Regions from separate parts of the Mus musculus genome. Here region 1 is linked to region 2. Evidence: chromatin contacts called from public promoter capture Hi-C data. All regions are on one chromosome and are shown on one strand. The core of a region is the stretch at or near the end of the contact, and the rest is flanking DNA. Distances in the headings are between cores, read along the strand shown. Region 1 holds the start of Ssr2 (signal sequence receptor, beta). Region 2 holds the start of Prcc (papillary renal cell carcinoma (translocation-associated)).

Region 1 (2,700 bases), core at 174-2,673, 690 kb before region 2:
ATGCCGAAGTCTTCTGGAGGGAAGGAATCGTCAGATAATTCCACATCTAATGCAGCGCTGGAAAGCAGAGGAAATAAAGAGTGAGGGACAGGGCTGGCGAGATGGCTCAGCAGTTAAGAGCTCCGACTGCTCTGCCGAAGGTCCTGAGTTCAAATCCCAGCAACCACATGGTAGCTCACAACCATCTGTAATGAAATCTGATGCCCTCTTCTGGAGTGTCTGAAGACAGCTATAGTGTACTTACATATAGTAAATAAGAGTGAGGGACATAAAACTAAGGGAACTGACTGGAAAATCCACCTGCTGGTCAAAAGAAACCCCCATAGTAAGTTGGGCCTGTTTTGAAGAATCCAGATCAAGGCCTGGATTCTGTTGCTCAGAAGTGAATTGCCAAAGGTAATCTTGCTCTAATTCTAGACAGGGGAAGTAAGATATAAATGGAAAAATATATAAAAGGAAAGAACAACAAAAAAGTGCTCATAGGAGCCAGCAGTGGTGGCCCATGCCTTTAATCCCAGCACTCGGGAAGCAGTGTGAGAGACAGACAGATGTCTGTGAGTTTGAGGCCAGCCTGGTCTAAGAGTGGACTCTTCGACAGCCAGTTAAGAAACTCGGCCTTGAAAAACAACAAACAACAAAAAAAGTGATTGTAAGTGAAAGAAGAAAGCTGGGAGTCCGCACCCGAGGTAAGAGGACAGATGTACACTCTGTGTCTGCATTTCCTTTTTCACAAGCTGAATTTATCCCTGCCTTTGAAAGCCTTCTGAGACCCCAAAGTGGTTTCTTGTAATTCACCTAAGGATGTCTTCACCTTCAAAAAGCACCCGACAAAGGTAAGCCCTCTAGTATATTCATTCATTCATTCATTCACTCACTCACACACTGCACTCGATACTGGAGGACTCCAAAAGAGAATTCACTCCCCAACAAAACGTTCTCTATGCCCACGTGGAAACTCGGAATTCAGAAGGAAGCTGGCGAACTCTAGGCCGTTACCTGGAGCCGACGTTGTAGATGTTATACTGCAGGGTCAGGTCCCTCCCTTCCACAGCGTATCTGTTGAGCAATGATTTGGAGGCCAAAAGCCTGGCTCCTTCTTCTGCTTGACTGACGGCTAACAGAGCCAACACCACAACCGCCAGCAGCCTCATCTTTGGAAAAAAGCAAAGTGAGCAATCGACCCAAGCATGGGAAACACTGCCAGCCAGGCAGCCTGTGCGGCGCCACACTCCAGCCCCGCCGCCAGGTCCGCAGCCGCGAGCCCAAGCCACAGCAGTGTGTACCGCGCTGCCGGCCAGGCGGGGTCAGCGGGGACCCCAGCGCTCTTGCGTCTCCCAGACTCACCGTGAGCACCCCAAACGCCTCCCTGGGCCACAGACAACCGGAAAACAACGTCAGCCTCCGAAAGACCGGAAACGGATCTGACCGGAAACCCTGATGTCCCTTCCTGTGCCTTATGGATGTTGTAGTTCTGAAACAAGCCCCACCTTCCCCTTTATGGCGGCTGATACCCCAAAGGAGTTGAGTTACCTAGAGTCCTTGACTCTTTCCTGTGTGTCCTCCAATTTCTTCTCATTAATGCTTACCCCATGGAAAACCCCTCTGTTTAAACTAAAACGAAATAAGCTGCATAGGCACAATTTCAAAGTTCAAAGAGTCGCCGACTTTGTTTTAAGGCTGAAGTAGCTGATATAGCCTTTCCTTGAATTCTTAGATTTCCAAGCTGCTAGTCACTGCCTTATGTAATTAGCACTTTATAGAGACTTCAGACAACTAGTAAACAGGGCCAGAGAGACCCCTCGGCAGGTAAAGGCACTTGCCACCATGCCTGCCCACCTGAGTTTGAATCCTTGGACCCATTTAATAGGGCACCGACAAGTTCTCCTCTGAACTCTACATGTGCACACACACATGTGCATAAACACATGAACATGTAAACATGCTTATAGCACATGTGCAGGAGAGTTCTTCCACATCCCTTCTGTAGCACTCTTACATCCAGGATGGGTTTACTCTGCACCTGCTCTGTGCTCTGGCACTACTATAGATGCTGGTGGGGTGATGAGAGAACCTTCTCCCACTGCGCCTGGCTCTCCTGGGACAGACACCCTATGCTTCTTTTTTTTCTTCTTTTTTTGAGACTGGCCTAGAACTCACAAGAGATCCCTTGGCTTCTATTGTCTAAGTGAAACTAGGATTAAAGGCATGTGTCACCATGCCTGTTGTGTTTATAAAAAGATAAGGAGAGGAAATGTGTTTGGTGGATGTGTGGTAAGGTGTGGGGTTAGGGAATGCCACCGCGGGCTCATGCTGAGGCATCCCTTCCCCCCACCCCCAGGGACTAGCCACAGGACAGTATAGTATAGAATAGTTTATTCAGGGCATGGGAAGAGGAGCTGAGAGTTAGGAGAGAGAGAGAGAGAGGGAGAAGTAGAGGCTGGCCATCAGCTCATGGAAAGAAAGAGTGGAGAGAGAGAGAGAGAAAGAGAGAGACAGAGACAGAGAGAGAGAGAAAGAGAGAGAGAGAGGAGGGGCAAGCAGCCCCTTTTATAGTGAGTCAGGCACACCTGGCTGTTGCCAGGTAACTGTGGGGTGGAGCTTAAACAAAATGCTAACAATGCCTAACCCTTTGATTGACCTACCCCCCATTTTTTGTGGGGAGGGGGTTCTTTATATACCTGAACTCTATGTAGATCAGGC
Region 2 (2,700 bases), core at 151-2,650:
GAAGAGCCACATCCTTTCACAGTCTTTACAATCCTCATCCTTCGCTCAAAGCACCCTTTCCACGTTCTTTAGCCTCCTCCCTGCCAAACTCTAGCAGCTCTTTCGTTGTTGGCTGACCTCAAAGGTTTTCTGCTCTTAGGAGCAGGGAGGTACCCACAGAGAGATGGGTTCATGTATAAAGGACATGGCAAGTAGAGGGCCCTCAGTTAGAGGGTGACAGAAGTGATCCAGAATCACAGGGAGCCAGGGAAGAGCAGTTGCACAGCACGTCATCATAGACGGGCAGTATGTGAAAAAGCCTGCAGTAAAAGTGGGTGGATATGAGGGCCATACGCAAAGGCCGAGAAGACAGCACATCCAGCCAAGAAATGAATGCCAAAGACACATGCACTGTAGGGTGGGCACAGGTGATCAACCCCTAAGAACTTGGAAGTGTACCGGGCCATAGTCTGTCCTTTTACTGAGGTAAAGTGATTAATCTCCAATTCTCCAATACCTTGCCCTAGTTTCCCGTGCTTCTCACTAGTTGCTGAGGAAGGAGCCCAAGTCCCCACACTCATGGGGATAGCGTTCATGGGAGGTGTGTACTGTTACTAGATGTATACTGGTGTATTCATTGGTTAAGAGCACTGACTCTTTTTTTTTTTTTTTTTTTTTTTTTTTTTTTTTTTTTTCTGTGAGACAGAGACAGGATTTTCTGTGTCACCTTGGCTGTCCTGGACCTCACTTCATAGTCTAGGCTGGCCTCGAACTCACAGATCTCCGCCCGCGTCTGACTTCCTAGTGCTGGGATTCAAGGTGCATGACACCACCCTTGCCATGCTCTCAGATGCCTGCGGCCTCGTTTTCTTTCTGGCTTCGCAATCTTAATTTTATAACGTACCCTAGAGCTTTGTCTTTTCTTGGGGTGCTTTGTTCTAACACCCAGGTCGACTCGGAAGCATCACTGTTTTATTTACAGGTAACTTTCCCTTTAAGCTATTTACTTTCCCAGACTTCATCACTTTCCCGACAACACTTGCAGTTTCTAAGGGTACCACAGCTCCCATAATCCTTAGCTGCTCTGAGGAACTTCAAGTACCGAAATGCTCTAAATGCTTACGTGCTACCGCGCTGATCCATGGGGCTTGTAGTAACATAGGACTTGAAAGGACACACAACAACAAACAAACAAACAAACTACGAATCCCAGGAATCACTGCATCAGAGGAAGCTTTCGCTCAGTCTTTCTGCGCACCCTTTACGCCACCTTTAGACTGCAATTCCCGCCATGCTTTGCACTGAGTTCCCGGAGGTAGAGAATGGGGTTGTTGCTAAAGTCTTCTCTGGGAATTGTAGTTCTTAAGTCTGTGAGGTGAGTAGTAGGCGGAGTGACTCGGCGGCCATTAGGTGTGTGTAGTTGCTTGGTGCTAGGAGCTTAAGTGTAGCGGGAATTCTTACTCGGTGGAAATCAACCCTAGCCATGGGTTCCTGCCGGGGATAGTTCTAGAGCACGGAGCAGGAGGCGCTTTTCGGTTCCCCGCCTTGCCCGCTGGTAGGGCCTACTAGGCCGCCGGGACATCCCGGGTCTCAAGTAGGCCTAGTCTGCCAGCAAGGGCGTCCCAAAGGCGGGAGGCGCCATGTCTCTGGTTGCTTATGCCAGCAGCGACGATAGTGAGCCGGATGAGCCGGAGCCGGAGCCGGAGCCGGAGGAAGAGGATGTGGCGGCTCCTATGCCAGGGCCCACTTTAGGAGGCCTGTTCGCTTCTCTTCCTGCACCCAAAGGCCCGGCCTTGCTGCCCCCGCCCCCCCAGATGCTGGCCCCAGCCTTCCCCCCGCCGCTCCTGCTGCCCCCGCCCACCGGAGACCCCAGACTGCAGCCGCCTCCGCCGCTGCCCTTTGGCCTGGGCGGCTTCCCGCCACCTGCAGGAGTGAGCCCTGCTGAAGCTGCGGGAGTTGGAGAGGGGCTGGGGCTGCCATCGCCTCAAGGCCCTGGGCTCAGTCTGCCCCCAGCTGTGGGCGGTGTCGGACCCCCCTTGGGCCTTCCCAAGCCAAAGAAGAGAACCGAACCGGTTAGGATAGCGGCGCCGGAGCTGCAGAAGGGCGATGTGAGTATGGAGGGGGGGGGCACCTCAAGTCCCATTGGGCTGGAGTTTAGGGGTAGGAGGGACTTGTAACCATAATGGAGCTCGACAAACGCATCCGTTGACTCCGAGCCGCTGGAATCCTCTTAGAAGGCGGTTAAATTCACCTGAACTTGCCTGCTTTGGGGAGTTAGGGTATTGGCCATGAGGCATTCTGGAACCTGGGACTTCCTTGCAGAAAGGGATGCGTGGTATCCTTGGTACTGACAGGCTTAAGGCGCATGCATGGAGACAATTCTTTCCCTTTCAGCATCTTTATCTCAGTTGGCTTCTCTTCCCATATTGAGGGCAGGTTAAAAGTGGCGCCTGAAGTGACAGCTGGTGGGACTAAAGTGCTCCTGTTGAACATCCAGGACCAGCCTTATCCTTTGCCCCATCTCTAAAATAAGAAGGCTGGAAGGAGGTAAAGGACATGAGTGGAGTTAGAGAAGAGATGGAATGTTTACTTATTTTGACATGGTTCTAGTATTGTAACCCAGGCTTTTCTTGAATCACTGTGTAGCTCAGCTTGGGCTTCAACTTGTGATCCTCTTGTCTCAGAGTCCAAGTGCTGGATTAAAAAGTGTATTACACTATC

Evidence for each region. Capture Hi-C pulls out chosen DNA fragments and counts their contacts.
Region 1: a contact with region 2 is called in a promoter capture Hi-C map of liver. The contact joins the promoter of Ssr2 here to the promoter of Prcc in region 2. A contact is called at or near these places in 1 of 39 promoter capture datasets (liver) and 1 of 9 other capture datasets (liver).

Annotation. Positions count from the first base shown.
Region 1 is chr3:88,578,331-88,581,030 of GRCm38.p6, reverse strand. It overlaps Ssr2 (signal sequence receptor, beta), which reads right to left and starts at 1,423. Exons shown (of 6, transcript NM_001356317.1): 1 at 1,345-1,423; 2 at 997-1,151; 3 at 1-57. The coding sequence starts at 1,151.
Region 2 is chr3:87,884,262-87,886,961 of GRCm38.p6, reverse strand. It overlaps Prcc (papillary renal cell carcinoma (translocation-associated)), which reads left to right and starts at 1,400. Exons shown (of 7, transcript NM_033573.2): 1 at 1,400-2,087. The coding sequence starts at 1,620.